Linked DNA regions of Astyanax mexicanus: region 2 is linked to region 1. Evidence: chromatin contacts called from public Hi-C data. All regions are on one chromosome and are shown on one strand. Each heading gives the region's core, a stretch centred on a gene start, on an enhancer-like site or on the middle of the called end of the contact. The rest is flanking DNA. Distances are from core to core; before and after follow the strand shown. Region 1 overlaps epb41l2 (erythrocyte membrane protein band 4.1 like 2). Region 2 holds the start of epb41l2 (erythrocyte membrane protein band 4.1 like 2).

The links. Hi-C and Micro-C count contacts between places; a contact is called where the count stands out from the background.
Region 2: a contact with region 1 is called in a Hi-C map of muscle, with 13 times the contacts expected there. The contact joins the promoter of epb41l2 here to the enhancer-like site in region 1. A contact is called at or near these places in 2 of 3 Hi-C or Micro-C datasets (both in muscle).

What each region holds. Positions count from the first base shown.
Region 1 is chr1:41,557,511-41,563,139 of AstMex3_surface, forward strand. It overlaps epb41l2 (erythrocyte membrane protein band 4.1 like 2), which reads right to left. Exons shown (of 25, transcript XM_049478882.1): 14 at 742-819; 15 at 558-593. Among protein-coding and RNA genes, the nearest start is that of epb41l2, 110 kb to the right of the region's middle. Within about 2 kb of position 3,366, the one cell type or tissue checked has an H3K27ac peak away from gene starts, as active enhancers do.
Region 2 is chr1:41,665,978-41,671,606 of AstMex3_surface, forward strand. It overlaps epb41l2 (erythrocyte membrane protein band 4.1 like 2), which reads right to left and starts at 2,272. Exons shown (of 25, transcript XM_049478882.1): 1 at 2,249-2,272.

The DNA.
Region 1 (5,629 bases), core at 2,116-4,615:
ACTTAACAATTCTGACTTCAGTTTATTTAGAATAGAGTGTTTCACGTTTCACACCAAATCCACAGTAAATGACTTAGTTTACATCTTTACATCCATTTAATTAGGCAGATAATGGGAAGCTTGTGAAACTTCAGACACTAAACATGTTAGTTGGGGTACGGGAACATGGGTGAGAGGGGGTCTTTTAATTTGACAACCAGCAAAATCAGTACTGATTACAGTAAGAATGAGCAAACTGGAGTTAGTGAAGGTTTGGACAGGTTCTTCCTCATTTTTTTGGTCAAAATGGAGCACAGCACAAAAACCAACAATTCTCTGAAGAAATAAGCAAAGTATAAACAAAAAAAAAATATGATAGACATAAAATAAATAAATATCCAAGAAACCAAGACCACAGCACACAGCACCAGGATCAAATCAAAAGTCTGAACTGATTAAAACAGTGCAGATTCATGATCCTCACTGATTTTCACCAAACACAAAATACACCAATCATATCAAACTGAAGAGAACTACATGATTTATTAAACCATCTAACAATCAGCATGTTCATTAACCTTAGTTTCAGAGGAATCAGCTCCGTCTGTTCCGGTCTGTTAGCACGATTGGAGGAAAAAGGCAAGAGTTAGTTGGAAAAACACAGCCTGCGACTCATTTGGAAACTGTTATTTTTTTTTCTATTTTCTCTTTTTTCTGTATTTGTAAAACTAGGAGAGGTGCATGCTGGGAAGGTATGCAGACCTCAAACGGTAGCTCTGCTGGGACTGCGCCGGCTACCGCGCCCTTGCCAGGCTCCGCCTCTTCCTCCACCTGTGGACTCTGATTGGTGGAATGATGGACGAATCATTGAGGGGGGGAAAGAAAAGGATGAAATGGATGATGGGAAGGCCTGATTGTCCAATAAGAACAGGTATGAGAGGCCCTGAGCTCAGGGATTGGCTAATCAGAGCGTGGAGGGGGCGGGACAAGGTCATATGCATGCTGGTTGGTCAATGCAAGTGGATCCCCTCTCATACAGCTGAAAAAATCCAAAAGTACCTGGAGGAAAGTGTGCTATAGACTGGTCCACCTGAATATACAGTTGGTCATTGTTGAGTACTGACTGGCTATGGTGGTTAACTGAATAATGATGGGAATACAGAAGGACTAGCATTGCACTGAATGGAGATGCAAGATCAAATAAAACGATTTATTATTTAAAAAAAAAAAAGCCATTTTAAACGATGTAATGTATGATAATTAGGTTCTACTTTTGTTCCACAACACTTGTGTACACTTGTGTATACGTCCACGATGGTGGGATCGCTCTGGTTTCTAAGCTCACTAACAGTGTGAATGAGGCGAGAAGGGAACAGGCTATAAATAGACTCCCTAAGGAATGCTGGGAAAATGGATTTTTAAAAATAGGAGAGAGTCTGACCCCAGGCTGAGCTGGAGAGCGAGAGAAAGCGAGCACAGAATATCTGGTGGAGAGAGGATAGAGGCAGTGGGAGAGAGGGAAAATAAGAGCGGTACAGTGTGCATAGCAGGGATAGCAGTGAGGGAGGAGAGTGCACGGGTATACTCTCACACACACACGTACACACGTGTGCAGTGCTTAATTTGTAAATCAATTTGCTGGAGCTCTCAGACAAGGCCAGAGGGTGCCTGAGACCAGAGAACAGCATGCTTTTTACGTCACAGTCCTACGCTAAATATAGCATTCTCATGAACTCTCAGTGGGATGCAAAGCGTTCTTTTTGAAGGCATGATCTGAAAAAATCAGGGTATCAGGGTCCGATTTAGGTCTATTTGAAAAAGGATCAGTGACGGCTTTGTTAAACATCTGTTTAGCCAGCCACTGCACTTTATTTACAGCCATTAAAAATATGTGACAGTAGCACAATTAGCCTCTTGAGTGTAATTTTACAAACTTCCATTGTCAAAAATTAGCCCCCCAAAAACTTAAAAATAATAATTATAATTGTCTTGGGTTTATGAACTATTCAAACACACAAGTAAAATAATCAAAATTTAAGGCAATAAATCTAATATATTTCTCTGATGAGATTTCTTGTCATTGTAAGTGTAAGATTATATTGCTTATTTTAGGAATAATGATAGTCAGTCTTACCTAGAATTTCCACCTTATTTTAAGTCTTTTTAAGTAACTCAAAATAAGCAGAAGAAGTCAGAGTTTAAGCTATTCTGATTCTTGTGTTCACATTTTTGCATGATTAATTTGCTTATATTTTGAGATCGCTTATGTTAAGAAATCTTACTAAGAAAAATGAACTTAGCCCATTGGCTGATTTATTTGCTTAAGATTTTTTGCAGTGTATAATATGGATTAGGCTTGGTTTTAAGTATGGATGTTTGCAAAAGGATACAAAACCACAACGCCAGCATTATAAGTATTACTACTACCCTTTCCTCCACTTTTATTCTTCACCTTTAATATTATTGGATGTTCCATTAATATTAATATTGGCCTATTCAGTTAACATTTAGCCAACTTATTGTCTCAGATTGTAAAGAAATCATGAGACTGAAATATGAACAGAAAATATGTACAATGGCAGTGTTACAAAAGTTCTGCACACATATTGTTAAATCATTAAGACTGAGTTAAGTTGTAGAGATGTGGGTATACGAAGTAATCAAAATTACTTCAAATGGACATCACACATTTTTGTGCTTTATTTAAGTCAAAACCCTTTAATGTGCTTGAATTCAGTGACTTGATCCATATTTGGTATCAGAGCTATGTAAAGTTTTTAGCAATGAAAAAACGAAGTTCAAGCAGGAGTTAGCTCCTACGTAAAATGCTGGAAATCTTAAAAACAAGGAACCTAAAGCTACACTGTAATCATTTGACAGTATTGGAATACAGATCATAATGGCTCAAAGTCTGAGAAGCTCCGGCACAAATTAAGCGCTACACACAGGTAAGGCGGGTGGGGGTAAACATCTGGTTCGGTTTTAAGCAGCAGGGTCACACGTCTCCTCCTGAGAGGTGGCTTCCACTGTAACCTCTGCAGGCCAAAAGCGGGTGTGGGTTTTGGGCTCTAGGTAACACAGTGACACAGCCAGTGGCAGCGCCAGGGCCAGCGAGAGCACCACTGAGTGGCAGGCGGAGAGGAAAACAGCAAAGATGAGAAGGAAAGATGGGAGCAGGGAGGGCGAGGAGAGGGGCAGGTAGCGCTGCATTCGCTCTGGCAAAAGGGCGGTGCACTCCTCCGGCAGACAGGGCAGACTGATGTAACCGTCTTCATCCAGCAGGGTGGGCAGCCGCAGACCCTTAAGCAAGGCCAGGAGGGTGGAGCCTACTCTGGGAAACGCTCTGGAGGAGCATGAGGTAGGGTAGAGGTCAGTTGGGTCGGAAATAGTGCCCCCTGGTGGAGCGGAGGATGCTGTGGATGTGCCATCGACGGCAAAATTGGCGTAGTCGGCAGGGATTTCGGGATTTCCAGGGTTTGAGGGGTTCCCAGTGCTGCCAAGGTCGCCGGCCACCCAGGCAGAGGGGTCAGAGGAGTCAAACGGAATGTCAGGATCGTCCTCAGAGATGTCGGACAAGATGTCCAGTTCGGAGATGGTGTCCAAAGTCGGGGGGAGCGAGGAGAGGGAAGACGACGAAGGAGAAAACGGAAACATGAAGAGAGACTGGAGGTGTATAAGGAGTGATTGACAACCCGCATTTGGCCATGCAAGGGGTAAACAAACGGAAGCACAGATGAGAAACAGAAAGGGGGGAGGGAGTGAAAAAACATGTGCATGACATAAAGAAAAAATAACAGCACAGGAAAAACAAAAGAGTGTTCAGGAAAAAGAGAAAAGGAGAGAGAAACACAACATTAGTCAAGTGAGACAGTGTAAGGTCAAAAGGTTGCAGTGCAGCAGAGGGTTGTGGAGGGGAGTGAACAGTTCAGGGTAGGAGAGGAACATTAAGGAAAGAGTGAGGGTTTGAGAAAAGCTTGTTTGTTTGTGTGAACTCTAGTTTAAAAAAAATATTTAAAAGAAAAAATGACAAATTCTAGCATCAAGGCCTTAGAGGCCCAAGGTTAAAGAACAGCACGGCTCTGTCCAGCAGAACATCCAGACTACAGCCCAGCCTCGATAAGAACTTATCGCTATATAACTATATAAGAACATAAGACGCAGGTCTGTTAACATTCCTCACTTTTCCAGACAGCATTTTAACTTAAGCCAGGCTTAATCCTTAAGTGTCTCAGATATCACCTGAGACAACGTCATAGAATCGTTTCTGATAGTTTGACTGAAATAAGTGGAGAAACTGTTTAAAATTAGTGTCTGTAGGTAGAAGAAATTATTTTTAATGACATGAATTTTATGGGAAGCTAAGCTGCCACTAAGTTGCCGTTTATTCTATTTAGGAGTGTGTTAAGCCGATATTCAATATTAAAATAAGTCTGATACTCTCTTTCTCATAACTTTTGCACTGCAGAAGTAAATTTGCGATAGCAAGTTTTAAATGTAAAAGCACTATTGAGGGAAATATATGACTAGAATTACACTACTGGGGTAGATTTACGACGCAAACTACACCATTTTGAACATTTATGATTAAAATTGCACCGCTAAGGCAGCTAGCTAAATGTAACTTCAGCCAAATATTTTATTTTGTTTGGCTTCTGCCAAAATTTTAGCTGTTTGTTCCTAATAATCACCTTGTTTGTTTTGAAAACTTCCCCTGACAGTGACTGATGCTAATCTCCAACTTCCACTGACTGCAACTGGTCCAAATCATCACCTTGTGGGATGGAAGAACCACTTTACCACTACCTTGTTTGTCTGAGATGACAGTCCTAGTTACAATGTCATATTGTACTTGTAAAGCTCGAAGAACCTCTCTGTGTATATAACTAGTAAAAGTGAATGAAAACATTAATGTCTGTAGACTTCCAAAGGGTAAGCAACAACAGTAAGTGTCAGAGCCGTATAAATGAGCTGCATTCATTTGACAGATGAACTGGTGACTTGGGCCGTATAAATAATATCTCCAGGATGGTAAGAGGCTGAAGCTGTCTTTAAGTCTCTGTGAAAGGCCTCTGTTTGGTACATCGAGGGTCAGAAGAGAATGACTAGGCGGACTGGTCACTCACAATAGGTCTGAATGCAGCCCTTTGAAAAAGATGTGAAGGTCGCGTCTGAGTCAGAGACGGCGGATACAGAGCAGGCTGGAACAGACTGGACATCAGGGGCATTATATGAGTCAAGTCTGACTACACAGAGCTGCTTTCAGCAGCAGGGCAGATACAAGTTGATTTTAGTACGAGAGGGACATACACAATAGTTTCAGTTCTTGTAAACAAGAGGAAATCTGTGAAATCCTTCACAGATTAAAACAACAAGCAATTATACAATTAAAACAAAAACAATAGAACCTTTTACTCCAAGAGCCTGTTTTAAGCTCCATAACACATTAGATCATAGGAGACATTGTGGTTATTATGGTTTTCTAAAATTGCACCAGCATATACATCAGAATTAGGAACAATAATTAAATTATAATAATTAAGAAAAAAAAGAATGACCTATTCTAGGCCTGGGGGATGCATATTTAAATGATTTAAATATGCATAAATCACAAGTTTTATTCCAATAACAGCATTATATTAATAATTCACTA
Region 2 (5,629 bases), core at 1,022-3,521, 110 kb after region 1:
CATGCTGTGGATTAAGAAATTGCTCAAACGTTACATTGCCTTGCCTCAAACATGATAGCCAGTGTGTAATCAGCCTCAATTACAAGATAACACCTCACCATTTATGCACGTTTCTAAACTGTTCCCTGAGGTAACACTTCATGATCAAATTGTGTATTGCTATCCCATGACTTTTTGGCATGTCAGTTTATATTAACAGATATACAAAATGTAGTGTTTTGTACATTTACTTTGACTTTTATTTCACTTTTTTTGTATATCTTTTTATTTCAATTTTTATGTGTTTAACTTAATTGAATTTATTAATATGCATTCATTCCTGCCTTTCAGGTCTGGAACACATTCCACAAAAATTATAAAGGAAGTGCAGGTCATAAAGGGCAAGAGCTCAAGCCAGAAGCTGAACACCTGTGATATCTGCTCCTGATAGCACTGCATCAAGGAAATTTTTAAAAAGAAAAATTAACAACAATGACCCTGCACTTTATTGCAGGGGAATGGGACAAAATAACACTGGGGCCCTATTTTTTTTTACTTCCCAATTTATGTCCCAACCATTCAGCTGCTACTCAGCTGTATATCACAATACACAACACAAGAAGAGTGAGGCACATGCCTCCTTTGATACACGTGAAGTCTGCATCTTTTACAACTGTTACTGATGCAGCATTGGAGGAAAGCGCAGCAACTCGGTTCCGATACATCAGCTCACAGATACCTTGTGCTGATTGACATCACCCTAGAGAGAGAACAAGGCCAATTGTGGTCTCTCAGGGCTCCGGCAGGTGACGGCAAGCTGCATGACCGGGATTCAAACCAGCGATCTCCCAATCATATTAGCAGCACTTAGCCTGCTGGACCACTCTGCGCCATTGGGGCCCTATTTTAGCGACCTATTGCCGAGTCACCAACCGTTCACCGCACAGCTTGATTTAGGTCAGTGTGTGTTTGATATCATGAAGATCCAAAAACTATGCCTTGCGTGGCTCCAAACATGCAAAAGGCATGTACTTATTCTCTTCATTAATTATGGTTGTGTTTTGAGCATAATGGTAAATAAATAAATGCTAAATAAAAAAAAAACTTTCAGTGCCAGGTGTACTCTGACTTTGGCAGATTGCTATTTTAATGGTGCAGCGTTTCTGCGCTTTTCAGCAGAGATAACCTGCTTGATTATACTGTGAAGGTGTGCAAGCAGGTCATTTACAGAAACAGCAATGTTTTATTTTTCAGTATTTTGTTTATTGTTGATGTAAAAGTTGGGTTTGCGAACGGCTGTATGTCCATGTATGTGTGTAACAAGTGTGGGCATATGTGCGCTGTGCACAAGGTGCACATCTTGGTAGCCAAGATAGCAATGCAATAGTCTGACCGATCTCTGTTGTCAGAGAAATTAGGTGTATCGGAATACACCTAATTTCCAGACAAACAAAGCCATCGGCGCACATATGTTTCTAAACCCCATCACTATTTAAATGTTGCAGATGCATGGTGTGAAACTAGACTGTCTGTGGGGTGTAAGATAACAATGAGCATTGCAACACACCTTGCACAGGGTGTAAGATAGGGCCCTGGGTCATTTGAAATCCTCATTGTCAAACAAAGAAAGGCAAAATAACAAAATTGTAAATACTTTACAGGTTAAATGTTATCGGAGTATGCTGCAGAGATGTATAGTAATAAATTAGATGAAAATAAGCAGAAAAAATATGAAACATTTTGGATTTGTATGTTATGACGTATTTATTATAACCAATTTATGATGCGTATATTTTTGTTTTATTGTCACCAGCTATTAATTATTTAGTAACTACTATGAATTATTCAGTATCTAATCTTAATGACTGAGTGTATATACTGTTTATACTATCAATTATCCAATAACTACTATCATTTTTTATTAGCTTCTACGGATTACACAGCATCTACTATATACTCATTTATTACCAGTAAATAAACCATTCTGTACATACTATGTCTAATATTTTCTATGAATTGTTCAGTAATGGCTACTGTTTGTTTAGTAAGTATTATATGCATTATTTTATATTTTCTATAAGTTATTTAGTATCTACTATAAATCAAATAGTAGCTTATGTATGCAATTATGGGGTGATGTGATGTGGTGTGGACCATCCTATGAAACATTTTAAGGTGTCAAAATACCACAGTGCTGAGTGTACCTGAACTAAGGTGAGATACAGTAAGTTTTAAGATCATGTGTAATTTGGAACAGCTTCCAACTCACCAGAAGACATGCCAGCGTCCAGATGAAGATGAAGCCATACAGATCCATCCAGTCCACGTGGGTCAACATCACACAAACAGATCCGGTCATCACAGATTATAGACAGAGAAACACACACATACAAATTGGTGAGGCTTTGGCATTGAAATCAACTCACAATACAATAAACCTGACAACCCTGACTCTAACAGTACAAAACACAGTTTTACATAAATTAAGGTCTCGTAAGGTGGCTTTTGGACCCCATCTAACACTATAATGTGTTCCCTGCTCTGAGAAACACACCTGATTCATATTATTCAGGCATTAATCAGGGCTTATCACATCTGCATTAAAAAGTATAACAGCAAACAAACCAATAAAAAACCAGAAACCAGACCTACCTTACCTTAGTGAACTCAAACAATCTCTTCCGACAGGCCGATCTACAAATGGAGACTTTGAACAGGTGGATTCAAGTTGATTAGCGATATCTGTTTCTATTAGAAGTGCCAGGATATATAACCTGGGCTGAAATTCACTTCCTCACCCCTGCAGTTTGCTGCGTAGCTGCATGACTGTCCAGATTTGGGGAAAAAGGATTAGAGCTGAAAGGACTTATCCCAATCCACCATCTGGCCCCCAGAAATCAAATCAAATGCAGGAGAGAGAACCATAAAGAGGAGCTCCTAGAGGCTGCTAGTGCCTTCTATCTTCAGCTAACTCACGGTTACAGTGTTGCACAACATCACCTGTCTCAGCAGTGTTGTGGCTTCAGGACAGAGTTAAACAGGGCTAAATCTCTATCACTAAAAATAGCTACTCTGGCTATTGGCCAGGGGCAAAGGTCAAAGAGGAGTTACCTGTTAAATCTGAAGGTGCTGTATGTAGATACAAACTTCATGTATATATATTATTTGCATAGTAGGTGACAGGGTAGGTACTGGATAATTCATAGTAGATAGTGGTTGTTAAATAGTGAATTCTGAAAAGTTAATAGTAAGTACTGAATAATACATCGTAGGTTCTAATTAATTAATAGTAGATACTAAATTATTTATAAAAGATACTAAATACATCAGAGCTGAATTTGAATAATTTATAGACATTACTGAACAATTAAAAGTAAAATGTATTCATTCGGAGTACATACTAAATAATCTATGGTATATGCTGAATAATTCAGTCGTTAATGAATAATTCATTAGAAAAATATATTAATTCATTATAAATACTAAATAATCCATAGTAGATTCTGAAAATATCATAGTTGTTATTGAATAATTCATAGTAAAAAATTATCAATTCCTATTAAATACTAAATAATTCATAGTAGATACTGAATAATTCATTGCAGATACTGAATAATTCTGTAATGGCTAGGGGCCGGCCGAGTGCTTCTTCGGCCGCCAGGGGGAGGTCTTGAGCCCCTAATCAGACCTGATCCACTCCACCTGGGTTTGCCCCTATATAAACCCTGAGATTCAGGTCCTCGGGGCTGGATCTTTGAAGCTCGTGGGAGCGAATCTATGCCGGTTTCTAGACCGAGCCTCTGCTCTTTTTCCCCTTCTCTTCCTGCTATCCCTTTGGAGAGAGTATGATCCAGCACCGCTGGCATACTCCTCCCGCATAAGTAGCTTCCTCTGTCCCTTTATATCTCGAGTGTGGTGTAGTCGTGTTGTGCGGTGTGCTCCGCGGCTAACCCCCCTTTCTCTCGGGTCTGTGTGTCTGTGTTTGTGTGTGTGTGGTAGCCGCTGCGAGGCGCGCGGTGTGCTCACCTTTTCTCTCCCCTCGCTGTTCCTCTTCTCTCTGGTGGAGCAGCGTTTAATCCAAAAGCACCCCAATTCACTTCTTTGTTTAGTTTGGAAGCTCTTTTGTTTTTACCTCGCGCCATAAGAGGTAGCCGTTAGCTTCCGCGGCGAGTCTTGTTTACATTCTCCCCCACTATTTCACTCACGCTAGGCGTGGCTTTGTTTTGCACCCGTTTTCGTCCTCCGCCCGTTTTCGTTGCTCCGCCCCTTTCGGCGGAGGCTCCAAGGGCGAATAAAGCGGCCGCATCCCAATCCGCTCGCTGGTGCAGCGGTTAGAGCACTGGGCTGCGACCGCGACAGCCTGGGTTCGATTCCCGCGTGGAGCGGGGTTTAATAAGGATATATATATATATATATATAAATATATTTATATCTATATATACATACATACATATATATATACATATAATTTTATTATTATAATATTATATATCCTATTAATATATATTTATGTATATTAATGATTATATATAATTAATTATTATTGTTATTATCATTATTTCCCTTTTTTCTTGAGTTTACCTGCTTTGAGATCTACTGTTCTGCCACTGGGTTCTACAACTCTCTGGGCTGGAGTGCCACCTATCTGTAGCACTCCAACCCATTACAGAAAGATCCAGCCCCAAACATGGATCCAGCAGAACAGTTGGATCTCGAGCAGGTAAAAATTGCCCTGGGGAACCAGGGGGTGGCAATAGGGAAGCATGAGCAGACCCTGCAGCAGATCTTAGCCCAGCTGCAGGGTCTGACGGCTAGGCTGGCCCGGAACCCACCCCCAACCATTCAACCAGTTCCCCAGGGGCCGGACCCTGTTCTGGCAGAGCAGCCTGTGGCGGCTGCACCCCCCTCTGCACATTTTGTTGAGCCACCGTTACCGGCTCCAATGCGCTACGGGGGCGAGCCAGGGGGCTGTAGGGGTTTCCTCCTACAGTGCTCGCTGGCTTTCGAGCTACAACCCTCCCGCTTTCAGTCGGAGCGGGCCAAGGTGGCATACATCGTCTCCCTCCTCACCGGAAAGGCATTAGCGTGGGCAACCCCAGTATGGGTACACCAGCCGGGTGTTTGCACCACAGCTATGCTGTTCGCGGAAGCTCTTTCGCGAACATTTGACCTTCCGGTTCGAGGAGAGGAGGCGGGGGCCCGCCTCCTGAACCTGCGTCAGGGTAGGAGGTCGGTGTCTGAGTATGCCATCGAGTTCCGTACGCTCGCGGCTGAAAGTGGGTGGAACGCTAGTGCGCTCGCTAGCGCATGCCATCACGGGCTCAATGAGGATCTCAAGGATGAGCTCGCCCATCGCGACTCACCAACTACACTTGATGACCTCATTGAGCTCACCCAGAGGCTGGATAACCGCCTAAGGGAGCGGTATAGGGTACGGACTGGGGATGGACCCCCCAGTCCTACAGGTAATAGAGGGCGGCCCGTGCAGTTGAGGCACACGCGCCTCTCGCAAGAGGAGCGAGACACCCGCATGCGAGACGGCAGGTGCCTCTATTGCGGGACAGCAGGGCACCAACGCACCGACTGTCCACAGTTGGTGTTGAAACGCCAGCATCCGTTAGGGGGTGAGGAACCCCTAACGGACCGACCC